Linked DNA regions of Rattus norvegicus: region 2 is linked to region 1. Evidence: chromatin contacts called from public Hi-C data. All regions are on one chromosome and are shown on one strand. Each heading gives the region's core, a stretch centred on a gene start, on an enhancer-like site or on the middle of the called end of the contact. The rest is flanking DNA. Distances are from core to core; before and after follow the strand shown. Region 1 holds the start of Sfswap (splicing factor SWAP). Region 2 overlaps LOC120095937 (a long non-coding RNA gene).

What was found. A called contact is a pair of places that touch in the nucleus more often than the background predicts.
Region 2: a Hi-C map of the A7r5 cell line shows a contact between it and region 1, with 2.5 times the contacts expected there. The contact joins the enhancer-like site here to the promoter of Sfswap in region 1. A contact is called at or near these places in 3 of 12 Hi-C or Micro-C datasets (the A7r5 cell line, Schwann cells and frontal cortex) and 1 of 1 datasets of contacts at active chromatin or transcription factors (oligodendrocytes).

The regions. Positions count from the first base shown.
Region 1 is chr12:32,813,585-32,818,746 of GRCr8, reverse strand. Sfswap (splicing factor SWAP) reads left to right here and starts at 2,715. Exons shown (of 19, transcript NM_001400984.1): 1 at 2,715-3,091. The coding sequence starts at 2,874. LOC134481178 (a long non-coding RNA gene) reads right to left here and starts at 2,849. Exons shown (of 2, transcript XR_010056506.1): 1 at 2,716-2,849.
Region 2 is chr12:33,269,572-33,274,733 of GRCr8, reverse strand. LOC120095937 (a long non-coding RNA gene) reads left to right here. Exons shown (of 3, transcript XR_005491912.2): 3 at 211-1,649. Among named protein-coding and RNA genes, the nearest start is that of Adgrd1, 32 kb to the right of the region's middle. Within about 2 kb of position 2,558, at least 18 of the 93 cell types and tissues checked have an H3K27ac peak or open chromatin away from gene starts, as enhancers often do. A contact at or near this core is called in the A7r5 cell line, where this site is marked.

The DNA of each region.
Region 1 (5,162 bases), core at 1,466-3,965:
CTCATAAGATAAAAACAGTGCAGTTGGGGTTGGGGATTTAGCTCAGCGGTAGAGCGCTTGCCTAGCGAGCGCAAGCCCCTGGGTTTGGTCCCCAGCTCTGAAAAAAAGAAAAAAGAAAAAGAAAGAAAAAAAAAAACAGTGCAGTTGTTAAGATTTCTGTATTAGTTCGTAACTTCCCCCGACCAAAAAAAAAACAAAAAACCAAAAAAACAAAAAACAAAACAAAACAAAAAAACAACAACAACAAAAAACAGTTCAAATAAACTGAGGGAGCACAACATAAACTGAACACCCACGAGGGCTTGCCAGCAGTAGCCTCTGAATACAGCAAGCCACAGAGGTCACATAAGCTCAATGTGAGGTGCATTCAGTACGTGCCTGCTAGTAGTTTGTCTCAACCTGAGGCAAAAAACACTTCTGCAACACGTTACAAGAAAGCCATTTACTTCTCACAAATAAAGCCTACAGGACAACACAAGCCTAGATCTCACTGTGAGCCAGTCAGCCAAGGAAGGCTCGGATAGCAAGCCGCCTGGGGCAAGAAGTGATACTGTATGCACCAGCTACATCACAGATGTATGTGGTCCCAAACGACAGCCTTCAGGAGGTCTTTACCCAGCAGGTCAGGAGTCACTGACTTACAGTGTAAAAGGGCAGTTGGTTCCTAGGGAAGACTTAGATGAAACTCAAATAGCCTGTGTGGGGGCCCTAGAACACTGGATGCCATTTCTCAAGTGCCACCTACTTTTTGTAATATAGGGCCTTTCACTGCCCAGAACTCACCAAGTAAATCAGGTTAGCTGGCCATCAAACCTGACACCTCAACCTGTCTCTGCTTCTAGAGCTCCAGGATTCTAAGCAACCACCATCACACCCAATACTTTTTGCATGGGTTCTGGATATCAAACTCAGGCGCTTCTGTGTGTAAGGCAAACACTTATCAACTTATGCATTTTCCCAGCCCCAACTATTTTCCAAACTGTGGCTCTATATCCCAAATGAGGTCATGTATTTGAATGTCGGTGTCAGAGACCATAGTAAACGTTTCTGAGTACAAACGATTTTATTTTGAAATTCCAAACCAAGTGTATAATGGGCCCAGGTGTTTCTGGCAGTGCTCAGCTGTGTTATTGTGTGACTTTGGTGCGGCCTTGGTGGCTTCTGAGCACACCGTGCAAACTGCACTTGGGATAATGCCCTACAGTCTAAAATGTCACAGCTCACAGCTGAGACTACTATATGGTAAGAACTGCAGTGTTTTTTATACTACATAGAAAGTTTCCTGCTCTTATAGAAACATAGTAGTTATGGCAAACAAGTATTTTCTTATCATTCCTCAGTATGTATCATATTAATGTCTAGATTTTTTATGTTAGATTAACTTTAAAAATTGCTGATGGAGTCGGGGTGATGGTCAAGCAATGCCTTTAATCCTAGCAGTTGTGAGGGAGAGGCAGGATGATCTCTGAGTTGGAGGCCAGCTTGGTCTACAGAGCAAATTTTAGAACAGTCAAGGCTACAAAGAGACACTGTCTGCTGGTGTGTGTGTGTGTGTGTGTGTGTGTGTGTGTGTGTGTGTGTGTGTGTGAGTGTGAGTGTGCATGCGTGTGCGCCCTGAGTTACTTTACTTAAAAATCATTAAATGAGTTTTGGCTTTAGGTTTAAGACGTCTCTGCAAAGTAACCTTCTCCACATCATAACTGTTTTACTTAGTATACCTTCTAGTCCGTGTACATGTTCATATGCATGTGCGCAGTGTGTACACAAATGCACATGGAGGCCAGAGGTCAATTGTTTCCCTAAATCGCCATCCACTTTTTAAAAACATAGTTATTTATTGGGGGGAGGGGCTACGTGCTCGAAGTCCTTCTCTCCTTCCATCATGTCGAATTCGATCTAACTCGAGTCGCCTACACACATACACACAAAATAAATAAGTTAAACTAAAACGAAAAGGGCTGCAGATATAAACCAGTGATAGTGAGGCCCTGGGTCTATGTTCAGAGCTGAAAGAAATACAGAGTTTTTTTCTTAAGGACCATTGGTGTTCTCTCCGGTCCGACTCTGAACCAATCATCTGGGTCAGACACCAGAAAAACTGCAGCCCAGCAGAGTTCATGTCGATAATACTAGCATCTTAACTGAGCTAGGACTGCCAGAGTTCCAGGCCAATTTGGGTCACAATTGACATCCTGTATTTTAAAATAGAAAAAAAGGATCTGCTTCCCAGAAGGAAACATCCCGTCTCGCTGTTTCCTAGCTGGAGTTTTCCTCCGCCACTGAAGCTCCTAGCCATTGAAAGCCCGCCACCTCGAATATTTAGGGCTCACAAGTCTTGGAAGCTTCCTCAGTCAGATGACTAGGGCTAGGCTTCCTAGTGATCTAAAAAACGGGATGTCAGAAATGAGCAAAAGCCCGTTGGTCTCACTAAGAAAGCTGAGACGCGCTCTCAACGAGATCCCACTTTGCCTACACACCTCGCAGCCGCCTTCCAGCTACAGCGGAAGTTGGCGCGCGGCCACAAACCGCGCTTTCGCCACATCGTAGGAGGTCTCCAAAAAAAGCATAAGTAAAATTTTCTCATAAACACAAATTACTATCTCAAGATAAAATTGTACAACGAAAACTAAGGTCTACGTATTTTTTAGCTATTCAAACGGCTTGTGATCGTGGCGAATCTACCACTACTACTTCCGGAAAGTGCGGGCTTCCTACCGGAAGTTGCGTTTCCTCCATTTTGTGGCTCGCTATGGCGGCTGTGTTGAAGTTACGAAGAGGATGCGGCGCCTTTGACTGAGAGGGTAGGCCAGGCGAGGCATCAGGGACGTTGTTCGGCACAGCAGCAGACCGGCCCGGACGTCGTGGACGCTGTCATGTACGGTGCCGGCGGGGGCCGCGCCAAGGCGGAGAGGAAAGGCGGAGTGAAGGAGGAGGCCGGGCCCGGTGGCACCGGCACTGGGGGCAACCGGGTGGAGCTTCTGGTTTTCGGCTATGCCTGCAAGTTGTTCCGCGACGACGAGCGGGCTTTGGCCCAAGAACAGGGACAGCACCTCATCCCCTGGATGGGGGACCACAAGATCCTCATCGACAGGTCGGTTCCTCCCCCCACCCGTCGACCCTCCCCTCCCTCGCCCGCTTGATTTCGCCTGATGTTGACTTGATGGCCAGGACCGAAAAGGGGGTTTTGCGGAGCCCGGGGACTCGGGGGCCTCCCTGCCCCCACGTTCCCCGGCGTCCGGGGGGAGGGGACGGTGAAACCGGCCCTAAGGCTCCGGCCAGAGCTGGCGCCGCGCCGTCGCCGGAGGGATCGACTCTGCTCCCGCAACCCCTCGAGCCCGGGCTGCTGCTGGCGACTCAGCGCGGTGGAAGCTGCCCGGGCCTCCCGCCCGCGCCGTGGGGCGGGTGCCGCTGTCCCTCCGCTGGCTGTGCGGGAGGGAGCCCGGGAGTGCGCTTTTGTTCCTCCGAAACGCCGCACGCCGAGGCCGTGGGTAGAAGCTTCTTTTGGACCCCGTGAGTTAGCCTGAACTGTCTCTGGCCGGCTTGACTTTTGGCGTCCGGCGAGCCCTTCCCCGCGGTTATGCGACCATTTGACCAACCGCGGTAGTGGGTGAAGTTGCTGTCTGTTGGAAGCCGGTCGACCCCGTGCGGACCTTGCTCTTAGGGGTAGCGTGCTTAGAGCTGGTTTCACTGTTTTCTAAAACTGAAGGGTGGAGCTGGGTTTACCTTTGTGTTGTTTCTTTTCAAATCACATCCACTGAAGGGCACCCTGAGTTGAGGGTAAAGGGGTGGGAATGTGGATTTCTGAAGGTGTTTGATTTGAAAAGAATGGCATTACATGATTGGGTGGTTTGCTCCCCACCTACCTCTCTTCTCATTTTTTCAGTCCCTCTTTCCTCCTCCACCATCCCGGGTTTGGGTATTTGTCCTTCCGTTGGGCAATAGTGCTTCTGGGGCCAGGACTGAAAGGTTCACTTGAGCAACTATTAAGCTGTGGAGTGGTTTTCTCCAAGTGAAGGAAATCCATCGTTTGAGACAAGTAAAACTGGATTCTGCAAAGACTTGGAACTTGCATGACTGTAGGGATTACCTCTGAGCTGGCCAGAACGGACAAGTTAATGACCAGTAGGCCTTTATGATCCCTGACATCTCCATTTGGGGAGAGATCTAGGAAGAAAGGACTTGTGAAGGGAGTGTTGCAGATCAGATCGGCTCTAGGTCTGATGGTCCTCTCTGCTGGAATATGCTATGCCTTTGAACCTCGGTTGATAGCAAGTGATGATCCTTGCCAGGCTCTGGTGGTGACGTGTACTGTTAAAAGTTGGGCAAATGCTGAAACCTCTACTCCGTATGCAGTTCCCGTATCATTCTGTGCATGATTTGAGTTAGATCTCCCAAAACCGGTGGGGAGCAAACACCACACATGTATATGTGTAATATTTGAAAATAATACATTTGTAAGTTAAGGAGGTTTACAATCAAAGATAAACAAATTTTGATAATAAAATGAAACTGTTGGGGTTCCCAGGAATTTTTGGCCTTTTTCCTGTGGTGTACATTTTCCTTCCCTAATTTAGTCTCTATCACAAAAGTAAACATTAATAAATCATGCAAACTTTGGTTTGTCGCTCCACATTCACCTATGCAACCTAAATTTGAGATTTAAACTTCACTAACTCATTTATTGTCTGGCAGTTGTACATTGACAGCATCTCCATTGAGTCTTATGTTCAAACATAGCAAAAAGTGCTCTTCTTAATCCTAATTTGGTAAAGTACCCATTGGTCTTCAACAATGCGTCTTCATCCTGGGACTTAAAGGGATATACTGATGCCTTCCGATGGTTTTGCCATGTTTGCAGTGAACCTCCTTAAACTGCATGTATATGTCACTGTTCCTTTGTATGTGTGTCTCTCTACCACATAACCCAGCACTTCTCTCCTCAGCCAAGTGGCTAGGGGCGAGCCTAGCCAAGATTTTACCTCCAATGGACGCAAGTTTCTTTGGTGAAGATCTCTCCTGAGAGTTCGGGACTAGCAGGAAGAAGCGAGGAAATTTCGCCCGTTTGGTTCTGTCGGATAGGTATTTATGGACTCGGTCTGTGTGAATGTAAGCTGTAATATTTAACTACTGAGAACAGATATTTTTTGCAAGTGGCATTGAAT
Region 2 (5,162 bases), core at 1,309-3,808, 460 kb before region 1:
TAGAGAACGTCCACCAGGGGGCAGCAGAGCAGAGGGATCAGAGGTTCTGCCACAATTCTAGAATGGGGAGAGGGCGTTGGCGGGGTAAGGGCGATAGGAGGGTGGGGTGGGGTTGGGGTGTGGAGGTTTGGGGTCCAGAGACTCGCAGGGATGGGAACCACCACACGGGACCCTAACTGGCACGCCACAACAGTCTTTTTATCTCAACAGTTCTCTGGTACTCTTTCGGGATGTCAAGTTCCCAGGATGGTGTGGTCCTGAGAGACATACTCACCGGTCCTCATCCTTGGGACCTCTGCATAGCAGTTCCAGGAAGCCATTCCCCTCATGAACTGTTGAAGGGCCCTGGCAGATGCACGGGAGGTTTTCCAGATGGCAGAGGTGATTAAACCCTGAATTATCTGCGAGGAGGGGTGGTGGAGTGGTCTGGAGGACAGGTGGACAGCCGTATTCAGTGCGCTGGGGTGGGTCCTACCTCGTAGGCATTATCAGACTGTAAGTTCTTTTGTGGATCTCCCACTCTTGGCATTTGGAGGCGAGGGCTCATGGAGGAGCGGGCAGGAGGCCGTTCTCAGGTGTGGAAAGGCTACTCCAGCAATCATGAAGTGTGAATTAGGACAGAGAAAAAGCTCTTTCCTTGGTTCACCGCTCTCCCCCCCCCCCTTCCCATGTTTGTTTAGAGGGAGAGATGGTGGGGGAAAGGAGCAGGGAGACTCCAACATCCTGTGATGCACTGAATGTCAGCCGATGTCCACAGAAGTCTGGTGACTCGGTATGCACCCTGCCATGCAGGATTTTGGCACTTGGAAACGCATCTTATGTGAGCCCATGCAGCAACTGCAGGGACCAATGGAGGTCACACTTCTCTCTCCTGTCACGGACTTCAGCTCCCAGGAGCAGCCCAGGAACCACCAGAAGTGCCAGCCCGTCAGGATGCCGAGCCCTTTCAACAGGCCCGTGATCGATGTTCCTGCCTGAGTGGCTGCTTGTGGCTGTCCCCTGTGGCCTATGTGTAAGGCTCTTGGTGGCTGACACGCAACAATTTTTTCTCCTGATTTTCTTTTCATTTTGAGCACTGGTATGAACATGTGGCCCGGTGGTAAGATGTGGTGACTGGGAGGTGACTAGAAGAGGTGTTGGGGACTTGTGTGCTGACCTGTGGAAATACTTCCTTCACATGATTGATTACACACTCTCTTATTGCCTTAGTGTGTGTGTGTGTGTGTGTGTGTGTGTAGGCCATGCATCAGTATGAGGTGTCTTTATTGCTCTCCACATTATTATTATTATTATTATTATTATTATTATTATCATCATCATTACTATGACCTTTAAAGGATTTTAATCTTTTATTTTATCTTATTTATTTTGAAAACTTAAAAAAAATTGCGTATTGGTGTTCTGCCTGCCTGAGGTCATCAGATCACTTGGAGGGGGAGTTACAGTTTTGAGCTGCCATGGGTTGCTGGGAATGGACCCCAGGGTCCTCTGGGAGAGCAGCCAGTGCTCTTAACCGTGGAGCTATCTCTCCAGCCCTTATTTTATTATCTTTAATTACGCGTACGTATGTGGGTCTGTGTGCTTACCTGAGTGCTCAGAGCTGGTGTTTCAGGCAGCTGTGTGCCTCCTACGGTGGGTGCCAGGGCGCAAACTAAGGACTTCTGGAGGAACAGTATGTTTTCTTCACTACCGAGCCATGTCTTCCGCCTGTCCGCTCTAGTTTTTGAGGTAGGTTCTCTTGCTGAACCCAGGGTGTGCTGGTTGGTTGGCCCTGCTGGTCAGTAAGCTCCAGGGATTTCCCCTGTCTCTACGTCCCCAGTGCTGGGATGTCATGTTCATCCTTGTATACGGGTGCCGAGGAGTCAAACTCCAGATCTCACGCATGCGCAGCAAGCACTTTACCGACTGAACCACCTTAGCCCCATTTTCTCCTTTCTTCTGGTTTGGCGCAATGTATCAGGCTATGTGATAAGACACAGAAGGGAGGAACTTGTTCTGTATCACACGCGAGGAGCGCCGTGGCCGCTTGGGGACCCTTGAATCCCTGCATATGATAGATAAGCACAGATCTCTCTCTCTCTCTCTCTCTCTCTCTCTCTCTCTCTCTCTCTCTCTCTCTCTCTCTCCCCCCCCCCCGTGTGTGTGTGTGTGTGTGTGTGTGTGTGTGTGTGTGTCCGTGTGTCCCTGTACTATGCACAGCTAGAGTCCTTGGGATCCACAGACATATAACAGCCTCAGGAGGCGAATGTATCCCAAACACTGAATAGCATCACAGCAGGGCTGAGGAGGGGTAGCAAAGCCACACCCCTTTAGTCTTTGCTGAAAGTCACCCACCCAGATTCTGGGAAGAGTCACATTTTATCACATAGCTTGCGGACCCGGGGCTGTCCCGGAGTTTGCCCTCAGCTCTCAGGATCCAGACGATGACCGGGACCGATGGTTTGAGCATTGTAAGTTCATGAGACGTGTCCGCGGAGCTGAGGCCAAGGGTGTGGCTGCCTGGCTATTGCCTCGGATCTAGCTGGGGAGGTGGGGGTGGCCGTCTTGGCTGAGAACACCCAAGCATGTGGAAACATTTTTTTGCCCTGATATCAGCTGTATTACTCAGGGTTCTAGACTGCGAGTGTAAGAGGGAGCCTGCCTCGCTCAGGCCACAGGGGAGTATCCAAAAGGAGGTTGGGGTCTGCAGAATCGTGAAGGCTGGAGGGTCGGGCTTGGGCACCGGAGCCAACCGAGGAGCAGGGATAGGCTAGATCACGGAGATCCTGCTCTGTGTGAAGACGGACTGTCTGCGGCTGCTAAAGAGGCCATGTCAAGGGGTCATGCTTGACACTCAGGGTGAGAAAGTGAAGCTCTGCTCCATTTGGCTCAGAATGATCTATTGTCTCTCCGCGGGGGCTAACATAGTGACAAAGCCTCAAGAAGCCAAGGGTGAGGGGAGCCATGTACAACTTTATGTCCTTTCCAACTAAGGGCCAGGTGTTCCCAGAGAGGGGACTGTCTTCTATATGTGGTTATTTTGGGACTCAGAACCACTTCCTCACTAAACCCGAGCCCTCTGCCTTCAGGCACAGGGGAAAGGGACAAAATGGCCACAGGGGCTGTAAAATCCCTGGCTCCCATGGCATCGGGTGGGGTGGATGAACCACATCACGTTTACTCGAATTCCCAGAAACACTGTGTTAGCGTGAGGGGTGCTGGGAGGAGTGAGAAGTGGGAGAAACTGGTGAATAGAGACTTATGGGGGGGGGGAGGGCGGTATGATGATGATGATGACGATGATGGTGGTGGTGGTGGTGATGATGGTGATGGTGATGATAGTGGCCTGTTGTGAGTAAAAAGGCTTCAGTATCTGCTCTGAGGGCTGACGCAGATGGGTGGGACTTGGAAGTGTGGAGGGAAGGAGGATGAGCAGCTGTCCCGTGTCAAACCCTTTAAAAAAAAGCATCTCACAGAATTGCAACAACGCCCTGATTAGTAAGTTCGGCTCTTTCCACTTCTCCAGTGACCAAGCTCTGTCGATAGACTTCAGAAAGCTGTTCGGCCCTCCCTCCTCCTCTCTCCCCTTCCTTTCCTTGCAGGGCCAGGTTGGAAAGCAGGTCCTCCTCACACACCCTAGCAAAGCTTTACTCCGGAGCCACAGCCCAGCCCATCAATCTTGTCTGTTCCAAAGCACTCATGCACATTCCACATTCCGTTTACCGCCCAGGATAGGGACCGATGGGTTCTGGCCTGGAATGGAAACGCACTGCTGTGGGTGGGCAAGGGGTGGGCGGAGGGAAATGATGCCATTTGGTGGAGGTGACCCAGGAGCAGGAGAAGCGAGCTACATTTCTGCTGTGCAGAATGCGATGGGTTGGGCGGGGGGGGGGGTGTTGTTGGTGGGAAGTCGGATGGGTGGGAGGAACCGGAGGGAGGATGGACGGAAGAGAATTTATCTGACTCAAGTGAGAGATGTTATTATCATCAAATATTTTCCCTAATTGTGAAAAAATTAAGGGGCTGAGGGGTGCCAAGAAAATGAAGTACATATGCACTAGGCGTTGGCTTTTTTTTGGCAAAAGAAATTTGTCTGTAATCACTTTTACAGAGATATAAAAGGAATTGCCTCTCCCCAATGTGATCGCTTCAGCCTGGCTTTTATCTGTTTCTTCAGAAACATCACATTTTGAAGGGAGTTGTATTAGCAGAAGATGGTGAATTTGTCTGGTAATTGCTTCCTATTATAAATCTAAGCAACATTTAACACCACCCAGGAATGCAGAATTATCACGAATGCTAAACGGAGCAAGTCTCTTTGACTAACTTTTGTTTTTCTTGTTGAAAACAAGTGCTTTGGAGGGGTGTGTGTGTTACAGAACACCATTTTGTGTCTCTTAGCAAGGCTGTGGGATGCAGGTGACACCGTCCTCCCCAGATTCCTGCAGGGTGTTTGGTCGCAGGGATGCCCGGCGGCACTCACCATAGGCAAGAATGACCTACCAAGGAGAGGAAGGAGTGGGACTGCCCTGCTGTTTGCTGTGTGAATCAGCATTCGTGGGGATCTTTGCTGGGGTCTGAATGTCCTACCCCTTAATTTATACAATGATATTAGAAGGTGAGAAGGTCATGCGGGTAGAGCCTTCGTGATTGGGATTACTGAGGGTTTAAAAGGAGCTGCCTGTCCCCTCCACTTCCCACCCCCACAGGAGGACCCATGGAGAGCTCACCATCCATGAACTACTGTGTTAGTGACTTTCCTCGATGCCATGGCCAAAGACCTGACAGAAACAACTCGAGGGAGGTTGGCTCACGGTTTTCTGGGTTCAGTCTGTTCCGGTGGAGAAAGCATGGTGGACAGCAGCTGGACCTTGTGACCAAGCTTGCTCAGATCTTGCTGGATCGGGAAGCACGGCTGAGTTCTAACCCTCCAGGGGACCCAGTACTCCATATCTGCCAGCTAGACCTGGAGTCCCAAAGTTTCCCCAGCCTTCCAATGCTATCCCTTCAATAGAGAAGCATGAGCCCGGGAGAGATAACTCTCCTTCCTCTTGTTCTTCCAGCCCCAGGACTGTGAACTGTGACTCTTCATAGTTCAAAAGCCAGCCAGTCCCTGATGTTTTGAGATCCCATCCCATGGACTGAGGAAATTTTAAACCAAACCCCATTTGCTATTGTGTTTC